2 separate regions of the Sus scrofa genome follow, and region 2 is linked to region 1. Evidence: chromatin contacts called from public Hi-C data. All regions are on one chromosome and are shown on one strand. The core of a region is the stretch at or near the end of the contact, and the rest is flanking DNA. Distances in the headings are between cores, read along the strand shown.

Region 1 (2,980 bases), core at 227-2,726:
CCACTGAGCGAAGCCAGGGATGGAACCCCCATCCTCATGGATATTCGTCGGATTCATTTCTCCTGCGCCACATGGGAACTCCCTGGAATGCTCTTCACCTAGACCTTCCTGCAGCCGCCATCATCCTGCCTCAGACCCCCGCCCCCTCCCTTCCTACGCCCCTGGCCCCGACTTACTGTTCGGCAAAGGCTGTGTTCCTGGCGGGGTACACTGGCTCACTGTCTGGTTCTCCAGGAGCGCGGGGTGCTGTCCCTTTTACACTCTGCTGCATCCCCACAGCATCCTGCCTGCCCCATGGTAGGTGCTCAGAAAAAGCGGACTGAATGCATGCGGGAGTCCGGGGGGCATCCCACGACACGCGCCCCACAGGGCCGTGGCAAGGGCTCGGGGGACCCCGGCGGCGCGGGCCCGGTCAGCGCGGAGGACGCCACCACCGCTCCCCGGTTCGCCATAAGTCACCGTCGGCTGGGACAGCTCAGCTGCACCGCCGCCTCTGCTTGTCCCCACGGGGGACCCTGGGCAAGTCACTCGACCCCCCTCTTCCTTCGGGGTCCTCGTGTGTTAACGGGGCGGGAAGGTCCGCATTCAGCGGGCGGAACCTGCAGGTCGGGTGCGGGGCGCCCGCGCGCCCCTCCGGCGCACGAAGACCGCGAGGCTGTGGGAGTCTCGGCACCGTCCTGCTCCCTCTTCCTGAAGCTGGGCCCCCGACGGGACACCGTGGCCCAGCTGGACGCTCCGCTCCGGGGCTGAGCGGCCCTGAGGCGGGCGCCGCGGCCGCACCGCACCGGGGCCAGGCAGGCCGCGCAGCTCCTCGGCCTCCGGCTCTCCGGACAGGGTCCCCCCGGGGCACCCCGGGCCGCTTCCCCCGACAGGCGGAGGGAGCCCCGGCCGGGGCGCGGCCGGCCGGGGGCCCTGGTCAGTCACAAGAAGGACCGCGCCCTGAACAAGGCCAGGGGACTCTTCCTCTTCTCACAGGAGTAAACTGACGCCCGGCGTCGCAACCGAGGCCTGGCCGGGGCCAGAGGTCACACATGGGGGTGGGGGTGGGGCCGGTCGTGGAACCTCTGCCAACACAGGACACGGGTCATAGGTCATTGCCAGCACAAAATGGCGCCTCGCAGAAATACGTCTATCAATTCGCGGTGCCCACCCCCGCCACAGGCTGAGGAAGGGGCGCAGGCGTCCGGGCACACTCATCTGCATACACAGAAACGAACGAAGTTAATTGGCTGCGAGCGCCTGGGTCCGCGGTAGGGAGGACTCCCATTGGTTGCTCTCCAATTCTCCCGTTCCCTACTGGAGAAGGCCCCAGTACGCCTTCTCCAGTAGGGATTGGCCTCCGCGTGTCTCATGACGCCACGCCACGATTGCGCGTCCCCATTGGCCGGACCGCCTTCCATCATCCTTTTAAAACCCCTCAAGTCCCGCCTCTCTTTGCTCGGCTCGGGCTCCCGGGTCGACCGTTAGTCGCGTGCGCGATTTCCTGGGCGTCAGGGCGCGAGCGCGTACGCCGGCGTTTCATTCAAACGGACCAATCAGCGGTCGCGTCACCCTTCCCGTTCTCTTCTCTACTTCCCCTTTTCTACCTCTCCTTTCTCCTGGATTTCCTCCCTGACCCCCGTGCGCACGTATTGGCCAGCCTGCCCCGCGCCCCCTCCCCAGTTTCTCCTGCTCTTGCCCGCAGTTTGTCGAAAGGGAGCGAGCTCGTCGAACGCCAAGGAGTGTGCGCACTGACGTCACGAGTCGAGGCGCGGCGCGAGGGGCCCCGAGGGGGCGAGGCCTGTGGGCGGATATAAAAGGGCGGCGGTGTGCGCGCGGCCGGCTTAGTGCGGTCGGGCGCCCGGGGCGGGTTTACCTGCTCAGGCGGTGTGTGGCGGTCGTCGGAGGCAGTGGGGCGCGGAGCCGGGCCGCTGGGGCCTCCCCAGGGCCGCAGCGGCGGCAATTGGGCCCCCCGCCCCAGCCAGCGGCCGGAGAGCGCAGGAAGGGGGCCGGGGGGACCCGCCCCCGGCCGGCCGCAGTCATGGTGAGCGTCGCGTCCGGGCCTGTTGGGGGGGGGGGGCGGTCAGGGCCCTCCTGGAGGAGGAGATGGGGTCTCAGGAGCATCTCTCTGGCGGCTGGGGGATTGGATGGCCCAGTTGGGGGTCCTGGGTTAGGGCTGGGCCCAGGGGCCCTCCTGTAGGCGGAGCGGGAGGGGAAGGCCCAGCTGAGCTCCGGGAAGGGCTCCGGGCTTTCGGGCCTGCCCGTGGGTGTTCCGGGAGTAACGACACTCCGCCGCCATCTCCAGGCCGGAGCTGGGGTTTCCAGGATGGTCTTCCCAAGTTGAGGTGTGGAAGGACACCGGGGTAGGGCTCGGGCCTACCCGGGACCACTGGGGGTCCGTATGTGGGGCTACGAATGGGCTTTAGGGACTTATGGGGAAGGTGGAGTCATCCGCCAGACCTTGGAGATCCGCTCCATTCCTAATGGGAGATTCACCTGAAGCCATCGCCTGAAGCACCCTGGATTGGGAGTGTCTGGGAGCTCGGGGTGATTGGCCAGACTAGGACTGCAGGGGCAAGAAAAGTAGGGCGGCCACCGCATCCTAGGTCCTGCAGGAGGCCCCAGGACCAAAGGCCCATGGCTCGCCCCCTTTTTTCCACATCTAGAACTCCAATGTGGAGAACCTACCCCCGCACATTATCCGCCTGGTGTACAAAGAGGTGACGACACTGACAGCTGACCCACCTGATGGCATCAAGGTCTTCCCCAACGAGGAGGACCTCACTGACCTGCAGGTCACCATCGAGGGCCCTGGTGAGTGTGGGTGAGGGAGGTGCGCTTCCTAAATCCTTGGCATCCTTGGAGCGGGAATAGGAAGCTCTCAGTATAAGGTGGGCTGCCAGACCTGTGACGGGCACACCTGGTACGCATGGTGCTCATGGGCTGCAGGGCGGGAAATCGCAGTTGTGTATACTTTCTCTGAGAGAATTGAGAGAAAATC
Region 2 (2,980 bases), core at 145-2,644, 71 kb before region 1:
CAAGGCTGGGCATGGGATGGAGCTGAGCAAGGCCAGAGGGAAGACGTGTTTGGGGCCACTTACCAACAGCCTGGATCCCCATCAGAGCCGCTGGAAGGGAGGTTGGAGGGGTGGGAGGGACAGAGTGAGGGCCTCACACCTCTGACCCAGAAACCCCGCTAGCTAGGAAGCAGGGCTCTGAGCCGAGGGCCTGGCAAGGTTCAGGTCCCTGAGGTGGGCGGGGCCCCAGACGCCTCAGGTCCAGGCAGGGGGCCAGCCCTTCGCGCTCCCCAGAGGCCTGGCTAAAGGTTAAAGGATGGGTGACACCCCACAGGGTCAGGGCTGGTGTGGGGGCGGCAGGTAGGTTCCTGGGGTGGGCCTAAGAGGGTGGGGCTGAGTGTGCCAGAGGCGGAGACCCTGGGGGATCAGGCCGGAGGGCAGAAGCCCCACATCCCCCGAGGAACAGGGACTGGCCCAGAAGTTGGAGGCCTCCCAGTGGCTGAGCTCAGGGGTCAGAGGGCAGGGCTCAGGCCCCTGCATCCCCGAGGAGAAGGGGTCACTCACCGAGGAGGCAGGCCAAGACCCTCATGTTTGCAGAGTCGGGGCGGGGATGGGGTGAGAGGGGACTGGAGCCGGAGAGGGAGGAGGTGGCGGCCACCGCTGGGAGGAAGGGAGGGAGGGCCGCGCCTGCCTGCTGAAGGCGCCTTGGACCCAGGGAGGAGCAGGCTGGGCTGGACGCTCTGCCAGGAGGAAGAGAGGCTGCCGAGGAGGCAGCAGGGGACAGGAGTGGGGGCGGGGAGGGGGCTGGCCGGCGCCTGAGGCCTGGGGAGGAGGGCGTTGGCAGGCGGGAGGGAGAGTGTCCAACTGCAGACACCCACGCGGGAGAAGGGCGGCCCGGCCAGGAGAAGGCACGCTGGGCTGAGATGCTCAGGGGTCGGCAGGCTGCGGGGAGGGATCCGAACTGGGGTGCACACGGGGGTGCGAGCATGGGGCGGGGCTCAATCTCCTCTCTGTTCAGCCAGGGAAGGCTGGTGGGACCAGGGAAGAGGGCTCTGAGGGTAGATGCACTTCAGCCGCCCCGGTTAGGGACCTGGCACATCTGGGGCTCAGGGCGCAGCAAGAGATGTGCAGCCAGACTCCAGGAAGGACTTTCTTGATTGAGACAGGAGACTAAGAAACCCCTCTCTCCACTCCCCTGGGGGATGTGCACACAAAGTCCCCAGCCCGCATCTGAGGGAGGGGAGCAGTGGTCGAGCTTGTGTGTCTCCTGAGGAAACTGAGGCCAGGGGTTGGGCCAATCGAGGGTCAGGCCTGAGTGGGGGAGGGCAGCCCCACACTCTCTCTCTGCACCAAGCAGCTGTGAGGCGGAAAAAATGCAGTAATGGGGAGCGTGAGTCAGAGGGCTGGCAGGGAGCAGGGCCGCCGCCGTGAGCTCACTGCATCCCCCGCTGCCAGTCCAGCACCCCCACCGACAGCTAATGTCAACCCTGGGAAAGGAGGAGCCAGCCAGAAGCGGGGGTTCAGAGACGGACTGGAAAAGGCATCAGAGAGAGAGAGGGAGATGGGCTCACAGCAGTTTCAGGTTTTATTAACAAACGAGTGTAAAAAACTAGATGGGTCTGGCTGCCCCGCTCGGCTCTCACCTTCCCAGGGAAGGGCTGGCCTGGCCGGGCAGCCCTGGGCCCACTGCCCCCCTCCCCTGGAGCTCTCTCCAGACAGACAGCCCTCCTCTGCCAAGGCTCTGCTCACCCCATCTCTGCTGCTTCTGCAGCCCCACCCCCTCCAAGCACAGGCATCAACCCCATCCAGTTCCCCAGGGGCCTTGTCCCATGAGGGGTGCCCCCGCCACGTCCTAACCCTGGGGGGGGCGTACTCGCTTAGCCTCCCTCTTCCCGCCGCACATCTCCCCAGGCCCGTGGCACAGGTGGCACAGGCGTGGCAGCCAGACGGGGAGGTCTCCCCGTGCAGAGAGAACCCGAAGCAGGGGCTGGACAGCGTGACCTCTCTGACAAGTTCAAACATGACAGGCAGACGTCAGACTGCGGTGAGGTCTCTTGCCTTCTGGCGGCCTCAGTTTTTAGGCCCTGAGTGGGCAAAGGGAGGGTGTCAAGTCGCCTGTGCACAGCAGCTGCTCTCTAAGCACTGGCTTCCTCCCTCTGGGGTCTGGAGTCACAGGTCCTTGCTGAATTCCCTCACCAGCGTGTAGCCCATGCAGCCCCAGCTCCCCTCGGCCTGGTAGCCGCAGCCCTCCAGCATCCCTGCCACACCCCACGCGGCCACGGCCACCGGGACCACGAGCCGGGCCCGGGGCTCCCCCATGCCACCTGCCCAGGCTCGAGCCCGAGATTCGGCAAAGGCCAGTAACCGCCTGCCCACACCTTGGCGGCGGTGCCAGCGAGAGACAGAGAGGCGGGTGACCCGGGCCCCATCCCCAGCGCTAGAGCCTGGGGCCAGAGCCAGGACCCCGCACACATCCCCCGAGCCCCGCACGGCCACCCAGGGTCCCCCTAGGCCACCCGGTGGGGGCAGCGAGCCCCACCGGGCCCGCAGACCCAGCTTCATGGCCGCCACAGCCAGGAACACAGGCAGGAGCAGGGCCAGAGCAAAGGAGGCCAGGACGAAGCGCAGGCCGCTGCTGGCAGCCGCCAGGAGGAGCAGGGCTGGAGGCCGCGTGAGGGCGTGGAGGGCCACTCGGTTCTCTGTGTCCTTCACACCAGCCTGCGGGCAGGAGGAGCAGTCAGAGCGGTGGGGCTCCCGTGGGGAGCAGGGACTGGGAGGGGGGGCGGACCCTGCTGGGGAGGGATCTGAGGCAAAGGGATGGCACTGAGCTGGGGCCTGTGGCAGAGGGGCTTGCGGGCACATCTGCCGCACAGGGGTTTAATGAGCAAGCAGGTGACTCAGGAGCTTGGCGGCGGCGGGTGTGTGTGTGTGTGGGGGGTCCTAATTCAGTGGAGACACAGGCCCGAGGCACCAGAGAAGGCTAGATGGAGGAACTGCCCCA

What was found. A called contact is a pair of places that touch in the nucleus more often than the background predicts.
Region 2: a contact with region 1 is called in a Hi-C map of alveolar macrophages, with 1.6 times the contacts expected there. The contact joins the promoter of SSC5D here to the promoter of UBE2S in region 1. A contact is called at or near these places in 1 of 5 promoter capture datasets (liver), 9 of 47 Hi-C or Micro-C datasets (alveolar macrophages, embryonic fibroblasts, epiblast stem cells and 5 more) and 2 of 2 datasets of contacts at active chromatin or transcription factors (alveolar macrophages and skeletal muscle).

The regions. Positions count from the first base shown.
Region 1 is chr6:59,568,980-59,571,959 of Sscrofa11.1, reverse strand. It overlaps UBE2S (ubiquitin-conjugating enzyme E2 S), which reads left to right and starts at 1,476. Exons shown (of 4, transcript XM_021095037.1): 1 at 1,476-2,023; 2 at 2,646-2,793. The coding sequence starts at 2,021.
Region 2 is chr6:59,639,634-59,642,613 of Sscrofa11.1, reverse strand. SSC5D (soluble scavenger receptor cysteine-rich domain-containing protein SSC5D) reads right to left here and starts at 1,394. Exons shown (of 14, transcript XM_021095020.1): 1 at 544-1,394; 2 at 64-90. The coding sequence starts at 967. It overlaps NAT14 (N-acetyltransferase 14), which reads right to left. Exons shown (of 3, transcript XM_021095039.1): 3 at 1,547-2,697. The coding sequence ends at 2,149.